3 separate regions of the Mus musculus genome follow, and regions 1 and 2 are each linked to region 3. A link is a contact called in public Hi-C and Micro-C data. All regions are on one chromosome and are shown on one strand. The core of a region is the stretch at or near the end of the contact, and the rest is flanking DNA. Distances in the headings are between cores, read along the strand shown. Region 1 has its middle 38 kb from the start of Gm11415. Region 2 overlaps Ccdc171 (coiled-coil domain containing 171). Region 3 overlaps Bnc2 (basonuclin 2).

Region 1 (2,700 bases), core at 125-2,624, 610 kb before region 3:
CTACAAAGTGTTTCTGATTCCAGCAGGGGGCAGGAACCCTCGTTCCTGGCTTTGGTCTGTGAAAGTAGACTTTCGTTAGGACACTCTTCTATGGGGGAGGGAGCTGGACTCTGTGACCTTCACTCTTACCCATCCAGGACTCAGGGAGGGGAGATCTGAGCCTGGGAATACTGCTGACTCTTAGGTAACTCAGCTACGATTTTTTTCCCTCTTCTGCTTTTTAAATTAGTGTGAGCTAGCACGGCCTTAAGATTTGGTGCCTAGCTGAGACAGCAGAAAGTCACATGCATTAGTTAGGACACAGGCTAAACTGCTGTCCTGAAGACACTGAGAAATGCCACCTTGGAGATGAGATTGTTTATTCCTCTGTGGAGAGCATTTCCTGGCAGGCCTGCGGCACCTGGCAGGTAGGTGGCACTGCTCCATAAAGCCAGCAGACTTTCTTCCATTTTGCTCCATCAGCCCAGAGTGCTTATCTGAGGGTGCTTTTCACATCTGTATCCAGCCTGTGCAAGGGAAGGACAAACGGCTACTTTCTTTTATAACATCTGACCTAGAATGTGCACACATCACTTTCGCTGCTTGGAAATTGGTCACTTGGCCACTCTGGCACTGAGCAGCATGGGAACTGGGAAGTACTATTTCCAGCTGGACACCATTTTCTTCCTTCTTGGGTGTGCATGTACTTCTGAGGGTGTGTGAGAGAGTCGTTTTACCATCAGAAAGATTAGACTAGATGACAGAAGGAAATGGGCGGTATCTGCCATATTTTCCCAATCATAGGTCATTTGATACATGTGAGGGACACTGGACCCTCTCAAAACCTCTTTGTACCTCTGAGAACCTCTTGAAACCTCAACATCTCACCATCAAGAGAATTGTATAGCAGAAGTGTTGGGAGTAACAACCAAGATAAAGAGAGCAGGCCCGAGAGGCAGCCGTGAGCTCTTTGCTCTGCAACCCTTCCTCTGCATAGCCCAGAACCCCTGTTGGCACACACAGTCCGTGCAGACCATGGGTACAGAGCTGGAGGTAGCCAGCAGTTGGCCCAATTCTGCCTTTGGCTGCTGTTCCTGGAGTCCCCTTTCCTCCTCCTGCACCTCCCTCGTGGAGGAATTCTGTAGATTGATGACCTGTCACCTAGAAGATGGAGACAGACCCCAAATCCTGTGTTCTTAAAGGAGAGAATTAACGAGGCCTCCGAGTTGTCTTGGTGCCTGTTTCAGAATGGCCCGTGGCTGAGAGAGCCAGTGTCTGCGGGGCTTCGGGCGGTCAAGCTGCCCTGAATGTGACCTGTCAGGGGTTGTTTGTGATCTTTGTGCCCAGTGATGCAGGTCACAGGCAGTGTTCCTCCCAAGGATCTGATTGTTTGCAGTTGTGAAGTGCAGGAGCTTGGATCTGTCCGAGCAGAGGGTTAAATCATGGAGTGTTTTACAAGAGCGGCTATAGGGAATGCCGTGTTTTCTCCTTATATGGTTATTTTTCTCAGTCCAAAATCCCAGGGTGTATTTTACGTGGTTGAAATACACAAATGGAGTCACAGTCTTAGCCAAACATGCTATGTGGCTTTAAAATTAACAAGCCTCCCTCTACTTCTGTACCCTAAACACACCCTGGAGCAGCAGTTTCTGTTGAGACTGAGGAAAAGAAAGACTCTTGCCTTTTTAGCCACCAACAATATTTGCCTGGGATGAGCTTCTCTAATCCCACTGCTGCCTTCTGCATGAGGATATTTTTTCTGTGCAAGCGTCGGTGGGTCAAATCAAAGTGTCGCAGTTTTTTTTTTTTTTTTCCATTTTTTATTAGGTATTTAACTCATTTACATTTCCAATGCTATACCAAAAGTCCCCCATATCCACCCACCCCCACTCCCCTGCCCACCCACTCCCCCTTTTTGGCCCTGGTATTCCCCTGTACTGGGGCATATAAAGTTTGCAAGTCCAATGGGCCTCTCTTTCCAGTGATGGCCGACTAGGCCATCTTTTGATATATATGCAGCTAGAGTCAAGAGCTCCGGGGTACTGGTTAGCTCATAATGTTGTTCCACCTATAGGGTTGCAGATCCCTTTAGCTCCTTGGCTACTTTCTCTAGCACCTCCATTGGGAGCCCTATGATCCATCCATTAGCTGACTGTGAGCATCCACTTCTGTGTTTGCTGGGCCCCGGCATAGTCTCACAAGAGACAGCTACATCTGCGTCCTTTCAATAAAATCTTGCTAGTGTATGCAATGGTGTCAGCGTTTGGATGCTGATTATGGGGTGGATCCCTGGCTATGGCAGTCTCTACATGGTCCATCCTTTCATCTCAGCTCCAAACTCCGTCTCTGTAACTCCTTCCATGGGTGTTTTGTTCCCAAATCTAAGGAGGGGCATAGTGTCCACACTTCAGTCTTCATTCTCCTTGAGTTTCATGTGTTTAGCAAATTATATCTTATATCTTGGGTATCCTAGGTTTGGGGCTAATATCCACTTATCAGTGAATACATATTGTGTGAGTTTCTTTGTGAATGTGTTACCTCACTCAGGATGATGCCCTCCAGGTCCATCCATTTGGCTAGGAATTTCATAAATTCATTCTTTTTAATAGCTGAGTAGTACTCCATTGTGTAGATGTACCACATTTTCTGTATCCATTCCTCTGTTGAGGGGCATCTAGGTTCTTTCCAGCTTCTGGCTATTATAAATAAGGCTGCTATGAA
Region 2 (2,700 bases), core at 135-2,634, 880 kb before region 3:
TCTTGATAGGGTAGAAACACATTTGAACTTACTATATTATGAGTTTTAATTGGGTCATTTATTTAGAAACAGTATCAGCACTTGACTGTACAGCCATGTGCCTAGAGAATACATTTCTGTTCATGTTTCATGTCTTTCTGGCTTTCTTACTAATTGTAATGTCTCTGTTACTGTTTGCTTAGCTTCTGAGCCTGTGTGACTTTAAGGGTGTGTTTTCATCCCATGCTTTTCTCCAGGCGTCCACAAGGACAAAGATAAGCCTCCCAGCTTCTCCGTCGTCCTTGAGACTTTGAGGCGGACCTTGACAGATTACCAGAACAAGCTGGAAGATGCATCTAATGAGGTAACACGTGGACTGTTTGGCTCCACACACGGCCTTCAGGCAGTACCAGTATGCAGCCCTTGCTTGTTACAAAGGTCAAAAAGATTGGGGATGTTGAATTGACAGCTTCACAGATACAGAAATAATAAACCCTTGTCACTGTTCTTTCTTCAAGTGTGGCCTAAAGTAGTGTCTCACTCCCATTTTGTAATTCTGTAGACACACAATGAAAGGTTCCTGTCACTTGGCCTGAGTAACTTATCTGTGCAGAGAATTTAAGTGAAACGTTCTCCATTTAAATGTCAGCATGTTTATGATCTGTGGGTGGTTGAAGAATTTAGGTTTCATTAAGAGTTTAACAGTTTCTAAACCACAGAAATCTTAATAAAAAACGGAAATTAATTTTCGTGCTCCAAAGGGAGTTTAGTGTTGTTAGAAGTTTTTAAAAACAAATATCTGTTTGATGTAGACTGAAAGCTGTTAATTTGCAGATTAAAAAGCTCAGGCTTCTGGTTGTCATCTCATTTGTATTGTTTAATATGTGAGTCAGTAATTTTCTTGGGTATTAAAATATTTTATGAATTTATGCTTTAAAAATTGAAGAGTTTGTCTAGATACTTCTTGTCAAATTAGCATAGGTAGTAACTACATTAGTTAGCAAAACAACAGATCTTTGTATAGCCATCGACAAGCCCCATAGCTTAGAGTTAATCTCTTTGCTTTATGTAACTCAAAACCTGCAGATTCACTTGTGTACTCCATTGGCAGAGGCTTATTTTATTTTAGGTATGCAGGGGGGGGGGGCAAAAAAGAATTAGTCTGTTTTCTAAAACACCTTCTGTAATTGTTCACAAGAGAAAAGTGAGCATTAAAATAACTAAATTCTTTGAAGAACAGACATTTGTAAGTCTTCCTGGAGAGACGAGAGAACCTGGATTGTTAGTAGTTTTGAAGTTCTTCTGAGGCCTAGGCCTGGCCGCTGCGGAGTAACTAGGAGCAGGACCCACAGCGAATTGTTATTTGGGAGGATGAATGTCACATGATCCTCAGCACAGTTGAAAAGTCGACTCAGCAGGCTTTGGCTTAGTAATGTGCTTTGTTGTGAACCAGTGCCAGAGACAGCAGTGGGGAGACCAAGGGGGTGGCCGCAAAGAAAGCAAGAAGAGCAGCCTGACAGAAAGAAGAATGAACTGTCAAAGAAAATAAATCACAGGCGGAGCGGGACCAACTGATGACCTGCCACAGCCTTCCCAGTAGGACTGCCTGTGACTGACCCCGAAGCTGTCATGCGGAGTGAGGGACCAGTGAATACCCTCTTGATGTAAAGCAGCAGCCCCCCTCCCCCGCACTGTTCCCCCTAACTGTTCTCGCGTCTTCCCTTATAGTTGCCACAGCTTCTGGCATTCGGTCCAGTAGGATTTTAAGAATAAAGCTATGTTTACAGTAAGAACGCAATTCTTTTATCTAGATAGCGGGCAGAGTAGGAACATCCCTGGCGTTTTAAGGCTGAATGCTCTCTTTGCAGCCAGGTGAGCATGTGACAGAAACTGCACAGCCTTTAACCAGAACAGAAGTGTTGTAGACTCAACCACTGTTGAAATAGTTATGCCTAAGTAATCGCATAGCAAGCATTTGGACATTAGCTTTTGGGTCACTCCTTCTTGAAGAAATGTCAAAAAGCTATTTTTCTTTCATCAGCTAAACAACATAAATGATGCCAAGGAAAAGACATCCAACGAACTCGATTCCACCAAACAAAAGATTGAGACTCACATTAAAAATACAAAGGTATTGCAGTTCATGGTAACTTTTTCCCCTTTGCTAAGAGACAAATATATTATGAAGGGATTATTTTAGAGATACCAGAAAATAAAGCTTCCATTTTCAAAGTATTTTTGAGCATTCAAAAAAAATTTTTTTTTACGTTTTTTGTTGATCAAGTGTTAAAGGAAGCCTTGGTCTCCCTGATGAGATTATGATATTACAGACTAAAGCGCTTAGCGACTGACTGTCCTGCCTTAGATGAGTATTGAGCACATGTCACGCAAGCACGTGTGCTGGGAGTGGCAGTTTCTTTTCTGGGTGGAGCCATTGTTTGTAGTACATCCTAGCTGCTTAATGGGTTGAGACCACAGTTGGCTAAGGCTCAGGAAAATAGTTGATTTTATTTTCTGTGTTAGTTTTGGCTATAGAGTTGCAAAATTTGAGTTTCCCAGTATTCGTTGAACCTGAGTTTCTAATGGACTGTTTGATAGCAGAGTTTAGTAGAAATTTAGGTCTTATTGTTCGGATTTTTTATTTTTATCAGTATTAGTATTTAGAATGTCATATGGAGAGTATATGTCCTTATATTAAAGGTAAAGAGATTTATGGTTTTC
Region 3 (2,700 bases), core at 152-2,651:
TAAAGGATCGATTCTTTTTCTTAATTAGAATGATGATTAATAAGCGGAGAATTTGATTTCTGAACTCCCTGGTTTGAGTAAGGCATTGTTTGCCCGCAGTGCTCCCACTAAGGAGGGCTCTGACTGCAGAAGGAGACAACACTCTCTCATGCCCGAACCCCATGGCACAAAATGCTGTGCCCCATCGAGAGAACACTGCACTCTGCCCTCGCCCAAGTCCAGTCCAGTCATAAATGTTTCACCGGAGGGTGGAGTGTACACTGTGAAGTCTGTGAGGTTTCCTACAGGGAAGGTATGAAAAAAAAAAAAAAAAGAATCAATACTTTTATTTTTTTTCCTATTCTCTAAACTTCCTTTTAAGCCCAGGGAGGGAGATGCGGTACAGGTCAGGCTGGGGGGGGGGGGGGATGTGGCCCCAGCCACAGCTCCAACATGATCTTAGTGATGTCATAGCACATGCTTTCTTCTCCCCAGGACGATTTTCCTCCTACCTCCTCTGCATCTTGACCAGCTTGTCTTCCAGGATTCTCCTGCTGCTTATCTTGTTTCCACAACAGGACCTAAAGGCTGCTGCTCCCACTCTGCCCCTTTTCCTTTATTTCTCTTAAGCTTATGAGAAGTCAAAGTTCCTCGAGAGGGTATTTGACTCCCCTTTGCCTCTAATCCCAGGTGCTTCAGAGGATGAGGGGAACCTCGCAAAATGTGGACACCAGCTGCTCCCCTGGAAATAAGAGTGGCATCAGCTTTGGCAGATGTGCGCGACATCAATCATTCCCCACAACCCCAAACACTCTTCTGGCCAAAGCCTAGTTAGTGATCAGCAAACATGTGTCATGAAAGGCACATGGAGCAGAACTCATGCCTCCACACACATCACAGTAGATGCTAACCCTTCCAAAGGAAGGAACTCCTGGGACCATTATATTCCATGTTCTTTCAACAACAACGAACAGTGAGTCCTAGAGAAAATGACTTTCACTGAAAAAGGTCTCCCACGACTCACCGATTCAGTTTTCCTTACTGCACAGAGCTCTCTCTATACACTCTGGGGGAAAGCAGTCTCCGCCTAAAACAATTTCACCCCTGTAGTTGACTTATGAATACAGGGTAAAGGCAAGTTCCAATTTCCTCTCCTTATACTTTTTTTTTATATATATTCTAGTCCTCATGACCAAGTTAGCCACAGACAGGCATTACCTACACGTGCTAAGTGAAGACTGACCAGAGCAAGGCCCACTGCGTCTCCCTTTAAATAAGTGTGTGCAATGTAGAAGTTGGGAAAGAAGAAACCCTAGGGTTTTGTTTTTCACTGAAGTCTGTGACGCCATCTCACTATCTGTAACGGGCTGTTCCTTTGGAATCAGCTCCCGTGTCACAGCGACCTGGCAAACTTGAATGCTTTCACTATCACTGGAATCCTTGCAATCCTGCCTTGGCTGTGACCCATTCACTTTTGTCCCAACTTCCCAGACATGCCCTGCTCAGCATGTAATTAATAAGGGAAGAATTGTCATGGCTCTTATCCCTGACATAGGTGTAGGAAGCTATGTTGTGTTGGAAGCCTAAGTCTGTCCTGTTATAGTAATCAACCTCTATAAAGCTACTTGGTTACAGATAACAGAAATATTGAAAAAATAATTTCAAAATGATCTCCAACTGTGCTTACATTCATTTTAAGTGCTATATGTTGGAAATTAGTTTTAAGTTGGTGACTGAGTTTATACATGTGTATACACATCTGAGGATCTATTTGTACATACTTAATTACAATAAAACACACACAGGGTATCATACATACAAGGCCTACTACATTCCCAGTTCATTATACAGTACACAGAGCTGTTAAGTGAAGTCTGCATGTTAACACCAAGTTGGAAGCAAAGGCTGACACACAGGTACTCACCTCGTTACTACAATTTCTAATTCAATACTGCTATGACAATTATCCAAATATTCCTACTTGTGTGTTACAGTATTAAGATGAATGTCAAGGATTACATTTTAATTTCAGTATGTACCTATCATTAACATTTCCAAACAAAGCACACCATCTCTCAAGCTAGAGGATCTACAACGGAGGTGGCAGCATGCAAATTCAACAAGCTAAAAACTATTTGCCACCAAATATAAACACCTATTTTACCATAAGGGTGAGTCTGGTCAAGTTAATCCTTTTTAAGTAAGCTGTGATTACCCAAATACACCAACTATAAGAAGGAAATATTAAAAAAGGAAGAAGGGGAAAATAGAGAGGGAAACCTAGAAATGGATGCTGCCTCTCAATGAAAGCCCTTTTCAAAGGCCATTAACTATCAACTGCTTTACTCTTAGCTCTGATTAAACAAGACTATTCATCCTATGTAGAAGGGACGTCTAGTTTTGAGGAGAAGCTTTAGAATAAAAACATATTGCAGGAACTACAAAGAACAACCTGGCCACAGCACACAGTTTAGATACGTGACAACCAAGAAATGCTATATGTGAATCTTTAAAATTGTTAGAGATGTTCAAATTATTTTTGGAGGGTTAGGAATCAGGAGAGAAAACACACATCATTTCCATTTTAACTACAAATCCTATGACTGGAACTGGGTTTGTTCTCACAAACTGAAAGCAGTAAAAGACTACTGGAAGAAAAAATTGTATTGAGTGCTCTTGCAAATGAATTCCAAAAACGCTATTATACATTGCTTATATATC

Evidence for each region. A called contact is a pair of places that touch in the nucleus more often than the background predicts.
Region 1: a contact with region 3 is called in a Hi-C map of uterus, with 6 times the contacts expected there. The contact joins two enhancer-like sites. A contact is called at or near these places in 8 of 484 Hi-C or Micro-C datasets (the C2C12 cell line, adipose-derived mesenchymal stem cells, embryonic fibroblasts and 1 more), 1 of 115 datasets of contacts at active chromatin or transcription factors (embryonic midbrain) and 1 of 9 other capture datasets (embryonic tail).
Region 2: a Micro-C map of granulosa cells shows a contact between it and region 3, with 2.5 times the contacts expected there. The contact joins two enhancer-like sites. A contact is called at or near these places in 1 of 484 Hi-C or Micro-C datasets (granulosa cells) and 1 of 9 other capture datasets (embryonic tail).

What each region holds. Positions count from the first base shown.
Region 1 is chr4:83,925,222-83,927,921 of GRCm38.p6, forward strand. No RefSeq gene overlaps it. Among named protein-coding and RNA genes, the nearest start is that of Gm11415, 38 kb to the left of the region's middle. Within about 2 kb of position 1,375, at least 15 of the 459 cell types and tissues checked have an H3K27ac peak or open chromatin away from gene starts, as enhancers often do. A contact at or near this core is called in uterus, where this site is marked.
Region 2 is chr4:83,655,292-83,657,991 of GRCm38.p6, forward strand. It overlaps Ccdc171 (coiled-coil domain containing 171), which reads left to right. Exons shown (of 26, transcript NM_001355378.1): 12 at 237-343; 13 at 2,021-2,110. Among named protein-coding and RNA genes, the nearest start is that of Gm25899, 130 kb to the left of the region's middle. Within about 2 kb of position 1,385, at least 65 of the 459 cell types and tissues checked have an H3K27ac peak or open chromatin away from gene starts, as enhancers often do. A contact at or near this core is called in granulosa cells, where this site is marked.
Region 3 is chr4:84,539,395-84,542,094 of GRCm38.p6, forward strand. All of the region lies in intron 3 of Bnc2 (basonuclin 2), which reads right to left. Among named protein-coding and RNA genes, the nearest start is that of Bnc2, 130 kb to the right of the region's middle. Within about 2 kb of position 1,402, at least 19 of the 459 cell types and tissues checked have an H3K27ac peak or open chromatin away from gene starts, as enhancers often do. A contact at or near this core is called in granulosa cells and uterus, where this site is marked.